Regions from separate parts of the Mus musculus genome. Here all the other regions are linked to region 1. Evidence: chromatin contacts called from public HiChIP or PLAC-seq data. All regions are on one chromosome and are shown on one strand. Each heading gives the region's core, a stretch centred on a gene start, on an enhancer-like site or on the middle of the called end of the contact. The rest is flanking DNA. Distances are from core to core; before and after follow the strand shown. Region 1 overlaps Gm40032 (a long non-coding RNA gene). Region 2 overlaps Ntn1 (netrin 1). Region 3 overlaps Ntn1 (netrin 1).

Region 1 (4,483 bases), core at 1,175-3,674:
ATCCTGACACTTCTGGAAAGAATTTCATAGAACAAGCACCTTCCTTTAATCTGATCTAGTGGTCTCCATTTGTTGTACTTAGTATCCATTATCTATTGATTCTTATATCACTACCAAATGAGCAAGAACTACCATTATCCTCATTTTATGTATGAGAGGGTAGGGGCTTAGGGTACAAGGAGGCTTGCCCGGGATTGCTATGTACCTAGGAATTCTCCATGTCCAAAACAGATGTTTTCCCTTATCGCTAGGTTAGCCAGGCTCCCCTGGGGAGCCTGAGTAGATACCAGTCCTCTACTTGGCTGTGCTTTCAGACAGGGTGAGCTCTGACTGCCTTCTCTGGTTCTTGTCTAAGAAGTGGGTAACCAGAGTCATAAACAAGAGAAAAGTGAGTGACTAACCTATATCTGTAAGATTCGTTATATGTAAGGATGCTACTTGTATATCTAAGGGAAAGGATGCTCTTTTCTTCCATCTTTGTATGTGTGTTTGCATGTTTTTGCACATGTGGTACATGTGGAAACCTGGTGTCATGAGTCATCAAATGTCTTTTTAGTTTATTCACTGAGGCAGGCTTTCTCTACCAAATCCCCCATATGGCTAGCCTTGCTCTGGGAACCCCGTCTCTGTCATCTGCTGGGATTACAGGCAGGCTGGCTCACCATGCCCAGATGACACTTATGTGGGTTCTGGGGACCTCCAGCTTGCAAAGCAAGCCCTTTAACCACCAAGCCACGTCTTCATCCCAGAAAAGAAGTTTTAAGTAAAATCATTTCTACTGACCCGAGACTTTGTTCAAGATGGTCTTGTTCATTGTGAACAATACAGGAAAGCGATGTAGTTGTAGAAGGAAATTCAAGGGATGGCACTTCTCCATAGGAGACTGTGTTCAGTGGTATTCCTTAAAGGAAACGACATGTTCCTTAATTCTAGGCATGTACCCTGCTGGACTTGAGCATCTCTGGAGTTAGGATGTGTTTTACGATTGATGGTGCATGAGGTGGTTTGAATGAGAATCTTCATATATGCTCAGATGGTTGATGACTCTGTTTGGAAAGGTTATGAGGTGTGGCTTTGCTAGAGAGACTATGCCACTAGGGTGGCTTGAAGTTTCAAAGCCACATACCACTTCCAGTTTACTCTCCCTGCTTCCTGTTCCAGATGTGAGCCCTCAGCTGTTTCTGACGCCAGGCCTGCTTGCTGCCGTACTTCCCCGCCATGATAATGATGAACTCCGCCCTCTGGAACCTTAAGCTGGAACAAAGTATTCCTTTTATAAGTTGCCTTGGTCACGGTGTTTTATCACAGCAACAGAAAAGTAGCTAATATAGCCCCTTAACAGGGTATTCTAGCAAACTAGGTATTTTCCCCCTGAGACATCTTTAAAGTCTCAAATTTGATGTAATAGTTGAGTCATGTAAAATCTGGACCACATTGGTGTTGCTTAGGATAAGCCTTTATGAGGAAAGCAAGCCTCGGTTCACAATTTTTCCAGTGGTGGTGGTGATTAAACGCCAGATCCTGCACATGATAGGCAAGTATTCTACACCAGAGCTGCACCCCATGACTTTGGATTCATTTTTCACATTTAAGAATTATTGTTCAGTGAGGTGGTAGCACACACCTTTAATCTCAGCAATAGGGAGGCAGAGACAGGTGGCTCTCTGTGAGACACCAGCCTGGTCTACAGTGATAGTTCCAGGACAGCCAGGGCTACACAAAAGAAACTCTGTTTCAAAATAAAATATATTGTGTAGCAAAATTAACTTGTGCGTGCATGCTTTCGTGTTTGCGTGCCAGCGTGTGTGTGTGTGTGTGTGTGTGTGTGTGTGTGTGTGTGTGCATGTGAACTTCAATGGAGTGTAAGGATTTGCATAATCAACTCCACTACCCTAAATCTTTCTTAGGCTCCTCCGGCATAGTCTCCCCCTCTCCTCCATGCCCCCAGCCTCTGGCACTCTCCGAGACTTTTCCACTGTTTTGGATGACGTCATCACTTAAGCAGGGTCCTACAGATTGTGACTTTTGAAGGTTGACTTTTTCACTCAGTGTGTCACCTTTGGGAATCACTCAGGCTTCTGCCATGTGCCAGTAGCAAGTTCCTTTTCGTTGCTGGGCAGCACACCATTGTGCCAATAAACTACGATTCAATCATTTACCTGTCAGGGAAGTTTGGACTGGTAATTCTAACTCACACTGCCGTTAAACGTCTGTGTACAGGCTTTAGAAACCTGAGGTTTTATTCTTTAGAGTAAGAATCCCGTGTGAGAGCTTGCCAGACCACATGGTATAGGCATGGTTCTCCTTTCCCTGAAGTTGGTGAGCCGTTTTCCAGAACAATGATCAGTTTGTTTCCTGTCGTTAACATCTGAGAGTCACAGTTGCTTGAGTCCCCGCCAGCACTTGGTTTTCACAGCATTGTTTACTCTAGACATTCTTGTAGATGTGTGACACATTTATTATAACTTCCATTTTCATTTCTGTAGTAACCAATGACTACGAGCAAGTTTCTTTGTCATTTGCTTCTGTTTGTACTCTGAAAAAGAAATAGCTGTTGGGTCCAGTTAAATTGGCTTAATTTTCCTTACTATTGAGTTGTTAAAACTTTTTAAAGATGTATTTTTACTTCTAACTCTCTCTCTCTCTCTTTCTCTGTACGTGTCTCTCTCTGTGTGTGTATGCCTGTTGTGTGTGTGTGTCTGTGTGTGTGTGTGTGTGTCTGTGTGTTTATGCATGGGAGTGCTGTTGCCTCTGGGAGGCCAGAGGATCCACATTAGGTAGCTTATAGCAACCTGAATGTAACTCCAGCTCCAGCAATCAAATGCAGGTCCTGTGGAAAAGCAGTGCTCTGAACCTCTTAGCCATATCTCTAGCCCATCACTGAGCTCTGAGGGCTCCTTATTGTTCTGCTGCTTTGTGAGATGTGTGATTTATAAATACTTCTGCTCAGCCTAATTAATTATCATTTTATTTCCTTGAAATGCCATTCCGAGAGCAAATGTTTTGGGTTTTGATAAACTCTGATTTATCCTAAAATGAATAAATAAAACAAGACAACAAAAGCATGTATATAGCTCTTTTCTTTGTGTGTGTCTGATCAGGAGGTGCCACCAATTTTCTCCTGTGTTTTCTCCAAACTCAACATTTTATAGTTTTTACACATCCTATAATCTTTGTGCTTTCTGGTTTTCTGTCAACTTGATGCAAACTAGAGTCATCTGGGGACAGGGAGTCTGGGTTGAGGAAATGACCCCACCAGATTGGGCTGTGGACGAGCCTGGGAACATTTTCTTGACTGGCAATTGACGTGAGAGGACCCAGATCTCCCACCAGACCTAAGCTGGTGGTCCTGAGTTGTATAAGAAACCAAACTAGAGTAAGCCGGGAGGAGCAAGCCAGTAAGCAGCATGACACCATGGCTTCTGCAGCAGCTCCTGCCTCCAGCTTCTGCCCTGACTTACTTAGACGATGGACTATTAGCTGAATAAATGTGTTTCCCCCCTAAGTTGCTTTTGGTAATGGTGCTTGTTACAACAACACAAAGCTAACTAAGACAAATCCCCTTAGACTAATGCTGTATGATGTAATTTTAGACAGGTTCTTCCCCAGCCTCTCCCCTACCCATGTTGAGCTCAAATATTTTGGCAGTTTTTTGATAGAGACCACCCTTTCTCCATTGCCTCTTTCTCAAAGTGAATTATCCACTGTATGGAGTCCATTTTTAGACTCTGTCTTCTGTTTTATCCTCGTGTCTCCTTTTCACTAAGGTTGCACTGTCTTACTGACAATAAGTGGTTCACTTTGTTTTTTAAACAGATACTATTTGAGAAATGACATCTAGCATATTCACACAATGCAAAGTGTAGATATGGCCTGGGTCTGCACAGTAATGAATGAGAATCAAAGGTCTAAGGACCCTCTGAGAGTCGAGAGCCAATACCTCTGAGACCTGAGAGTCAGGGAAGCAGGCAAGGGTATAGCTGGGGTTGGGTGGATGTCACTCATGCTTTGAGTTAGTGACACGTTGTCATTTTATACTTTGTTTTACTTTCAAATTTGTTTAACAGCAAATTTCATTTTCTAAAAGCAACTAATGGAAACTGGTGGAACATGATCTGTGCACTTTTCCACATGTGTGCAAACATTTACCAAAAACCGTAGCTAGCTTTAGGGGCTGGGACTGTGAGATTAAAGAATGGCCCATATCCCTTTCAACTTGAAACTTTGTTATTTCCCTTCATTTTGATGTGTATCTTTAAACACTTTTTTAAGGATTTTTCTTTTAGCATGTCAGCTAATCCAGAAGAAAGAGGTAGATGGGTTTGTGTGCACACAAGGAAGATGATGATAAAAAGTGTTCTTAAGACAAACAAACAGGTTGTGAAGCAGTCTGCTGTAGTATGAAGCTTAGAAAAAAGAACGGGAAACCAACCGATGGTTGGGATCTCCTCTTTAATATTGTTTGCTTTATGGGACCTTTAAT
Region 2 (4,483 bases), core at 1,096-3,595, 490 kb before region 1:
GTGAGCACCACATTGGCACATTCATCTACTTGCTAAAATTTATTATGTAGCCCCCTCCCAAATAAATCTGCCCTCTCATGCTTATTTACCACAACTTGTGCCAAGAGGTGAAAGATTTGAGTCATGGCGTGTTCACGTCCCCAGGCAAGGTCAACCGAGGAGATGCTCTTGTCTCCAGCTCGTACAGTAAACAAGTTTGAGCTCTCAGACTGTAAACAAGAGGCCACTTCACAGTCTCTTCGCTGCTGTGTTTTCACATTTTGCTGCCTTTTTCCCCTTGGTGGTTTTGTTGTTTTAGATGGCACTCGAGCACAGCGCGCTGACATGCTGTCTGGTGTGCTGAAGTGGTGTGCCTTGCAGACAAAAACGTAGGTGTTAGATCCACTTTGTTTTAGACATAGCTTACAGTGCTAAGGGCCGTGAATCCAGTGCTTAGGAATCAGCTATGTGTATCAAGCAGGCGCCTTTTAACACAAGCTCAGTGGACAAGACTCTGTATCAATCAGTCTGCAAGAATGTTGCAACCAGAGGCTCACAGGAACTTAACCCGGTGTTTCCCTTAGGAGCAATGGGTGGGTATTCTGTAACTCGGTGTTCACAGGATCTTTATGGACTGTCACTACAGCAAATAATGAGAGCCAGCTGTATCTTAAAGAACCCACTTCTGAAAGTGATTATAGAGCGGGATTGGGGAGAAATGTCCTGAGATTGGCAGCCTCACGTTGCATGAAGAAACTTTGTGCAATTGAAGCAAAGGTTGCTCTGTAGAGGCCCAAGACCAAAGGCAGCCAGGCAAGAGAGAGGTAAAGACGGGCAAGAATAGAACAGATTTGAGATGGTAAAAACCCAGTCAAACCCTGTAGAGCACACAGCAAGAGGCAGATAGATCTTCAGGGATATTAGGCTGGGCAATTCCATAACCTACTGCTTGCCTGGTATGCACAAGATCTTGTGTTCCATCCCCAGTAACATAAAAATAATAATAAAAAAAAGACTCTTCACTGAGGCATGGTTTATATAATAGCAAAAGTGTCCAACAATGGGGATGTAGTTAAGTCGACTCTAATGTAGCCATAAAATGAAATATGTGTGATTCAGCTATTCAGATGTTGTGAATTATTTCTTGACTTAAAAGGAGTAAGACAGGAAAGGCGGGATTTAAAATAGTGTTTTTTTATTTCTTATAAAGATGCATGTGTATTTATTTAGAAGAGATCTGTGTGACTCTACTAAGGCATTTACAGATGGAGTGAAAGTCACTTTAAGGGCCAGGGGTGTGGCTCACTGAGGGAGTGCTTGCTTAGCATGTCTGAGGCCCTGGGTTCAAACCATAACATGAGTATATACAGTGGGCTCTCTACGGTGGCTCAGGAGGTAAAGAAAGCCTTACCACTAAGCCTGACAACCTGCGCTTGATCCCCACCATCCACATGATGGAAGTAGAGAACTGACTCCCACAAATTGTTCTCTAACCTGTGCATTATGGCATGTGCACAGTGATACACACCAGATAAACACAATTTTAAAAACACAGACACATATTTTGTATAGTACCTGGTGTTTTAAGTAAAAATAAATAAATAAATAAATAAATAAATAAGAGACAAATGATGATTCCCTGGGGCCCTTCCTCCTCCCAGTTCTCTCATAATTACTGGCCTCATCTGTCTTGTAGTTTTAGAAATTAAATCATGGTGCCTACCTAAAGGACATCTGAAGGCAGACTTTGCATTTTCTAGAACTTGTCACCTTAAGAAGTGTGTGGGAAATGCTCCCTGTATTTTTCTTGGGTAGATGAACTGTGAGTGTGGAACCCTATAAGAGCCCTATATGCTCTACAGTTGGGCCCCAACTTAACATCCAGCTGCCAAGCTTGAGGTACCCGAAGGTAGAGGAAAGAGCCACTACCCATTCATAACGCCATTCAAAAAGCAGCTTGAAGGCTATTCACAAAGTCCTGTGAGTCTGAGGTGGGCTGATTGGAAACGGAGCTCATCTAGATGTGTTCTCTAAGCCTCCTAATGCATGGAGCACGCCCCTAGGGCTCTCAGGGTAGGCAGGCATCACAGTGACCCAACTGTTTTCTGTCTCAGAGCTTGTCTGGAGAGTCTGCTGCCCTGTCCACATGTCCAGTCCCAGGAGCCGGACAGATCCCAGCAAAGGAGAAGTATAGGATCGGTGTGTGGATGCTGGCACCCTCATGTGCCTTGCTGGTGCTAATTCGAAAGCCAGCTTCAGATGTGCTTCTGTGGCCTAAGGAGGAAAACAGCAAACAGGCAGGAGCTGAGCTCAGTGCCCTGACTCATTCTTCCACGTGGGGCTGGTGACACAAAGCTCTGACATTTCCTGTGGCCACAGCCCCCAGAAACAACTAGCAGGCCCTGGCTGAGGTCTGTCTGCCCTGCAGGGAGCTTACTGCTCTTGTCCTGCCTCAGTGTACTCTGGGAGCCTGCAAGGTTATCAGAGCCCAGTACATACATCTTCCAAGCTTGGGGGTGGGAGTGGGGTGGGGTGGGGGGAGGACTGCGTGGGACCCTTTCTTGGCGAACAGTGGGAGATTTTTCCTCTCATAAACAAAACAAACATGAGCCGGAGGGGTGGTGGCCCCAGGGGCAGGCTGGGTGGCCCTTTCCTTCAACCTCTGCATTTGTTTCTCCATGGGGCAGATTGTGGAAGCCTCTGAGAGGTTGGAAAGCCTCCCGAGAGCCTTCTTAGTCGTCATTGCATTTGGTTAACTGAGCATATCACCTCTTGTTGTTGGCCAGGGCTCTGTTACCGTGGATGAGACAGCAAGTTGTTTAAACCCATATCCAGGAGGCAGGTGCCTCTGCAGAACACCCAAGGGGGCAGGCACTCCTCCTCGGTAGGCAGGTGGGGTAGAAGGAACAGAGCCCTTACTACCATGAGGAGTGGAGTCGTGGCCCTCACCCTGCCAGCCAGGCTTCTGGGGCCTTTCCTAGCTGTTGATAAACTGTTGAGATAGCTGTGATGGTGAGGGACTCCTCCCTAGCGCCCACCCCCTCCCGTCCCAGTCTTTTCTCATCTTGGTGATTGCCCCCTGTCTCGTTTACAAAGCTTTTCCAAGCTTGCTGGAGAGCACTGGGCTGCCAGTGCATGCCTCAGCTAGGAAACCAGCGAAGGCTCTCATCCATCACGTGCTCATTACCACTCTGGAAGGCCTCAGGAGGTCAGCTTCCACTGGCCTCTCAGCGCTGTCTGCATTGTGCTGTTGGGGGCCTGACTGCCCTTTCCCAGAGATGACTGTAGCTCCTCTTCAGAAAATATGCTGGGAAAGGTATTCTAAAGGCAGCCAAGAAGTAGAAGGCAGTAGAAGTAGATCTTGCTATTCAGGTACATGGATCAGAGTTAAATATTTTAAGGAATAGTACATCCTATTTCTCTGATATGGATGTCTTGTCTGCTGTCAGGGAGGGTCTGTGGGGACATTGCTATGAAAGTGTGCACTGTGACCCTCTGTGGCTGGGGGGCTGGGTGGAAGAAGCCCTGCAGAGTGAAGGAGTGCTTTTAGGACCTCCCGGATCAGACATGATGTTATAGGAAAATATGCTTTGGCTGAGGAAATAGAGAGAAAGCCGAGGGGACAGAGCAGGAGGCTGAGGACATAAAGCAGATTGTCATCAGGGGATGAGCTAAGATGCTGGCGGGGGGGGTCCAGGGAAGATGATGGAGGATGGTCTGTATCCAAGAGGATGGCCAAGTGATGGAGCATTGGGGTGTTGGTGGTGGGGTGGCTAAGGATACTGTGAGCCTCAAAAGCACAAAGGCCATCATTCAGGCACTAACCCACTGGCCTCTGGCCTCGCCTTTGGCTAAGTGAATTGTTTCCTGGAGGCCCCAGCCATGAGGGGCTGTGTCCCCACGGTGTCTACTCAAAGTTCACAGTAGGGAAGAGGGAGCTGTCTTATCTGTGTCCCCTTGGTAGGGGGGGGGGGCTGAGGTCTGCCCCTTTGTGTGTGTTGCATGGTAGAAGCCAAGAGGGACCATAGCCTGTGTCTATGGGCAGGGAGTCCATAGACCATAGGGCCACACTACCAGGCCACTACAGGTATGTATGTGACTTGGACCAGTTATTGAGGTCCTCTGTGCCTCAGTTTCCTTACCTATAAAAGGGGAGAGAGTTACAAGTTGTGTGCTATATAACTAACTGTGCAAAGTAGGCAGTTCAATGGTGTTTCATATATTCAGAGTTATGCAACCAATTTCCATCATCCACAAACAAGCCTCGTATGTATTAACAGTTATTCTCCATCTCCCCTGCCCTGTCTCAGCTCCTGGCAACCATTATCTACTTCTGTCTTTGTGGATTATGGAATGTCATACTAATGTGATCCTCTGTGACTAGTGGTTTTTAACATCATGTTTTCAAGGTTTGTCCACATTTAACATGCAAGCACATTATTCATTTTCATGGCAGAGTAATATTCCACTGTAGGGATATACCACATTTCATTTTTATCCATTT
Region 3 (4,483 bases), core at 711-3,210, 380 kb before region 1:
CAAGGATCTGCCGTCTTCATGGCCCAGTGCTGGGATTGTAGTTACGAGTCCTGCTTTGCTCATGAGTTCTAAACTCATGGTCTGGCAAATGCTTCCTTGACTGAGCCACCTCCTAGCCTCTCCCTCATAAGCATGCCCTTCTACTTTAAAGTGCCTTCAGTAGGGACATCTTTTCACATATCTGCCGCTCCTCTCCAGTGTCTTCCCCCAGTAGCAGCAGCACTCCTGGGGAGAGCATGTGAACTGGGGACTTTACCCAGTTCTGGTGAGTCAGAAGCTCAAGGGTGGGTGGAGTCAGCACCGCACCATTTGCAGAAGCTCTCCAGGGACCTCTGGCGCAGTCTGGTTTGAGAACCCCTGTAGAAGAAGACTGGGGGTGGGGGGAGGGAGTGGGACAGTGCTGAACCTGAGAGGCTCCAAGGGAGCTAGCAGCCTGGCAGGGAGTATTTTTGAGGACCCTGGCTGACCCTGGAAAAGCACTCTGGCCATGTGAGTGGCAGACTCTCTTGATGCTGCGTACTAAAATTCCCTGATGGGCTGTTTCAATTTCATTGAAGTCAGGATGATTTTGGGGGACAGGTGCCATCCTAAGGCTTGGGGTGAAGTGGCTGGAGCCTTTGGAAGTCTAGGCATGTGAGGTGCTCCTCATTTCCAGAGGAGTCAGCCCTGCTGTCATCAAAGCCACCTGCCCTCAGGGGCAAGCAGACTATCTAGAGAGCTAGGGGCATGCTTAATCCATCTACCCCGCTTCCCTGGAGTCTCCCTTATGGATCTCAACATGTTCCAAGAGGCAGTGTTGGGCGGGGGGCACCTTCAACAAAGGCAGGAGCAACACTTCTTGGGATAGGGGCTTTGGCCCAGGTATTAGCTCAGGTTCTGGGATGAGCTTAGCTCACCCATTGCCCGTGGGGAGCCCTTTGCAGTCACTTTCCAGATCCCACTCCAGGTTCTTGTAGGACATCGTGCAGGTCGGGCCCATCCCATCCCAGGACCTGGGCACCTGGCTGCACTTCCCAGCCATGGCCCACACCACTTGTTTGCTTCCTCACAGCTGTCCAGATCCACATCCTGAAGGCCGACAAAGCAGGGGACTGGTGGAAGTTCACCGTGAACATCATCTCCGTGTACAAGCAGGGCACAAGTCGTATTCGCCGTGGTGACCAGAGTTTGTGGATCCGCTCACGAGACATCGCCTGCAAGTGTCCCAAAATCAAGCCCCTCAAGAAGTACTTGCTGTTGGGTAATGCCGAGGACTCACCTGACCAGAGTGGCATCGTGGCAGACAAGAGCAGCCTGGTGATCCAGTGGCGGGACACATGGGCACGGCGGCTGCGCAAGTTCCAGCAACGGGAGAAGAAGGGCAAGTGCAAGAAGGCCTAGCGCGGAGGTGGCGCGGGCTCCAGGAGGGCGGGCAGGGCGCTGGCAAAGGCTGGCAGCCTTGGACTTGGCCGTCAGGGGTTTTTTTGGGAGGGTGGGGGCGGGGCGAAGTCGAAGTGGGGCGGGGCCCTCAGCGGCTCCGCCCCAGCCCCACCCTCACACCCCTGGCTGCGCTCTTATGCGCATGGCAGAAAGCACCCTGTATTGACAGGCCAGGCCCTGGAGAAATGAGGACAAGACATAGCTACCTCACGGCGCTCCTTCCAGAACAGAGATGCGCTTCCCTAGGGCTAGGTGGGGGTCGCCGTGGAGGGGTTAGGGAGGTCCTGAGAGGCGGGAACAGAATGGCACAGTGGTCTACAGTCGCTGTGTTTGATGGTTATTGAAGGGGGATGTAAGAACTGTGAATTTTTGGGCCTGCAGCCTGGGCAGGGGCAACCAATCCACCACCAGACACTAGTCACGCCCCCCTCCTTTCTCCATCACCCGCTGTCTAGGAATTCCCACAGGACTCCAGACTCTGACAACAGGTCCCTATGTTAGAGGGCCCGATGACACTGGGATCAGCCAGCTTTGGTCTCCACTGCCACCTGCTGGGCTGGTCTCCTGGGTGGAGTTCACCATCTGTAGGGAGGGGAGAGTTCTCCTGGGGCCTGCTCTACTCCAGTGGGGCTGGCCCAGGCTCCTGGCCCATCAGAGGGCCTAGGGCCTAAGGACCCTGAAGTCAAGCCGGGTGGTCACTGCCTCTGCTGGAGCTGCCTGTGGAAGGAGGCATTGCAAACCAAAACCTCCCAGAGAGTTTCCTTGCTGGAAACTTGGAAACAGCCCTTTTTATGACATTTTCCAGGGGAGGGGGAGGGGTACTGGCGGGGGTTTAGGGCAGTGACACTATTTGTGTAATGACATCAGCTCCCACAAGGCCTCACAGCAATGTCAACAGCTGGAGAGGGCCTGGTTAAGTCTGGAATGCCAGCGGCTGTCTAGGCAGTTTGAACCAGGCTTGGGGGAAGGGGCTTGCCTGAGTCAGGGTAGGGTCGCTGCTCAGCAAGGTGCCTGGCGTCCAAGCTGGAGGGCAAGGCCAGGAATGGTCAGGTTCTTGGGGTCCAAGCATTCTGTGACTGCTTCCTGCTGCCGCCCTCACTGCTGGCTCCCCAGAAAAGGGACATAGACTCCTTGGTTAAGAAACCCACTCTAGCTCCCAGCTGTCTTGGTCTAGCCTGGGCAGTCTGGTCTATTCCTTTCTGGCTGCCTTCTTTGTGGAGGTCCCCAGGCCCTCCTGTATGCCTAGCTCTCTTTTCTCTTAGAGACTTAATGTCCTCACGCAGGCAGCTCCAAGCTTCCCTTCTGGTTGCTTCCCAGGCCCCTTTAGCCTTTCCCTGCCTCCCTGTACTCGGGCCTCTAGCCTCGCGCCCCGCACACTGGATGAGAGGCCTGGCCCTCTCAGTCAGGAAATTGGTTTCATTTCTCCTGCCCACTTGGCTGCCCTGAAGGGCCATATGAGGGATGAAGCTCAGCCCCTCAGTGACACGGCTCCCTCTGCTTCTCCACTTCTGCCCACATCACCACTGCCACTTACTGAGCACCCTCTTGGTGCCAGGCACTTTACCCATATGCTCCTGGCCTGTTTTCACCACAAACCTGCGAGGCAGGGATTCACTCTTGTCTTCGTGTTCACCAGTAAAAAGACATGTCCACGTGCCCAAGGTCACACCAGCACCGGTACTCAGACTCTGACCTCACCACAGTTGCACATCAGCAGTTAGCCCTCTTGACACTCCCACAGTAGGCGAGGGTTGGGTGGGATAGTGGTTACCACTGAGACCCAGGCAGCTTGTCTCTAGAGAACTCTGAGGATATGAGCCTGGAGTATGGTCTGGGACAGACCCAGCAACACCTCCTGAGGAGGCATCGGGAGTGGCGGGGAATGAGGAATGGACTCCCTAGTGGAAAGCCGCAAGATCCAGGAAGACAGGCATGGCCATCTGAGAGGGCCTGGAGAGGTGGCTTAGCTGCTTCCCTAGCCGGAGGAAGACTAAGGCTTCAGAGGGAGGCTGGCATGAGCACACAGACCTACCCTGGCAAGGGTCAGGTGGCTTCCCTGGTCCAAGCTTGAGATTGAGGGCAAGGTCCACTATCCAGGAGAGCCAGTATGGTTTGTTGGGTACCATCTGTAGCAAATAACATCCAGCTGTACAGCAGGGGTCTCATTTCTGTACCAGCATGTCTAATGCTCTGGCCAGCTTCCACCCTTGAACCCTGGAGTCCAGTCTCACCTGGTATCCAGCGAAGTCTCTTAACTAGACTTCCCCCACGCCCCTGCTAAGCAACAGAGACGTCTTGTTAGAAATCTACCAAGGCCTCCTGCCCTGCCCTCTGTGGCCTGCTCAATGGGGGCTACATTAAATAGCCAAAATGAGCCAAGTTGTGGATAAGGTCATTGCTGAGGGAGCAGGGTTTGTCACAGCCACCACCTCTGTGGACCAGAATCCAGCCCACCTCTCCTCTGCCTGAGAGCCAGCCTTAGGGAGGCAGCTGTCTCCTACCCACCCTAGGGAGGAGATGGAAAGGGGGAAGAAGACATCCTCTTTGTACAGTTAGGAAGGGGTGCAAAATGGAAGTAGGTTTTTGAGTTTGAGAGTGTATTAACAGAGTTGTGATATGTAGGTCTTTGAAGAAAACCATACCAGGTTAGTCACTTACCAGTCAAGATTTCCCAGCTGTCCCTTTGCTTACCATTTGGGTAGTCTGGTCCCCTGTCACCAGAATGCCTCCTTTGCTGACACACAGTGGCACAAAGGTATGTGGTGAAGGTGATGACATGCTCCTAGGTACAGCTGTGAGCTGTGGTTTCTGGCCAGAGCTTCTGTCCCAGAAAGCAGGGCAGGAGGCAGGACCATCCGGCTCCTTCAGATGGGAGGGAGGGTCAGATGCCAAGGGCAAAGCCTAGGGAGGCTGGGGTGGCCTCTCCGAGGGCCTTAGGGACTTTCTAGAACTCTGCCTCAGTGGTTACATACAGGCAGTGGGTACAGGCTGTCTTAGAATTGCCCCTGAGCTGGAACAAGACTGAAATGAGGAGACCCTTCAGGACTGACCTGGGGAATGGTTC

The links. HiChIP or PLAC-seq counts read pairs in DNA pulled down with a chosen protein or histone mark.
Region 2: a contact with region 1 is called in a FOXA1 HiChIP or PLAC-seq map of pancreatic cancer cells. The contact joins two enhancer-like sites.
Region 3: a contact with region 1 is called in an HNF4G HiChIP or PLAC-seq map of pancreatic cancer cells. The contact joins two enhancer-like sites. A contact is called at or near these places in 1 of 39 promoter capture datasets (hippocampal neurons), 1 of 484 Hi-C or Micro-C datasets (the N1E-115 cell line) and 1 of 115 datasets of contacts at active chromatin or transcription factors (pancreatic cancer cells).

The regions. Positions count from the first base shown.
Region 1 is chr11:67,826,407-67,830,889 of GRCm38.p6, reverse strand. The region is part of intron 2 of Gm40032 (a long non-coding RNA gene); the gene reads left to right. Among named protein-coding and RNA genes, the nearest start is that of Gm40032, 16 kb to the left of the region's middle. Within about 2 kb of position 2,424, at least 29 of the 459 cell types and tissues checked have an H3K27ac peak or open chromatin away from gene starts, as enhancers often do. A contact at or near this core is called in pancreatic cancer cells, where this site is marked.
Region 2 is chr11:68,311,898-68,316,380 of GRCm38.p6, reverse strand. All of the region lies in intron 2 of Ntn1 (netrin 1), which reads left to right. Among named protein-coding and RNA genes, the nearest start is that of Ntn1, 73 kb to the left of the region's middle. Within about 2 kb of position 2,345, at least 96 of the 459 cell types and tissues checked have an H3K27ac peak or open chromatin away from gene starts, as enhancers often do. A contact at or near this core is called in pancreatic cancer cells, where this site is marked.
Region 3 is chr11:68,209,903-68,214,385 of GRCm38.p6, reverse strand. It overlaps Ntn1 (netrin 1), which reads left to right. Exons shown (of 7, transcript NM_008744.2): 7 at 1,052-4,483. The coding sequence ends at 1,380. Among named protein-coding and RNA genes, the nearest start is that of Mir6406, 8.7 kb to the left of the region's middle. Within about 2 kb of position 1,960, at least 59 of the 459 cell types and tissues checked have an H3K27ac peak or open chromatin away from gene starts, as enhancers often do. A contact at or near this core is called in pancreatic cancer cells, where this site is marked.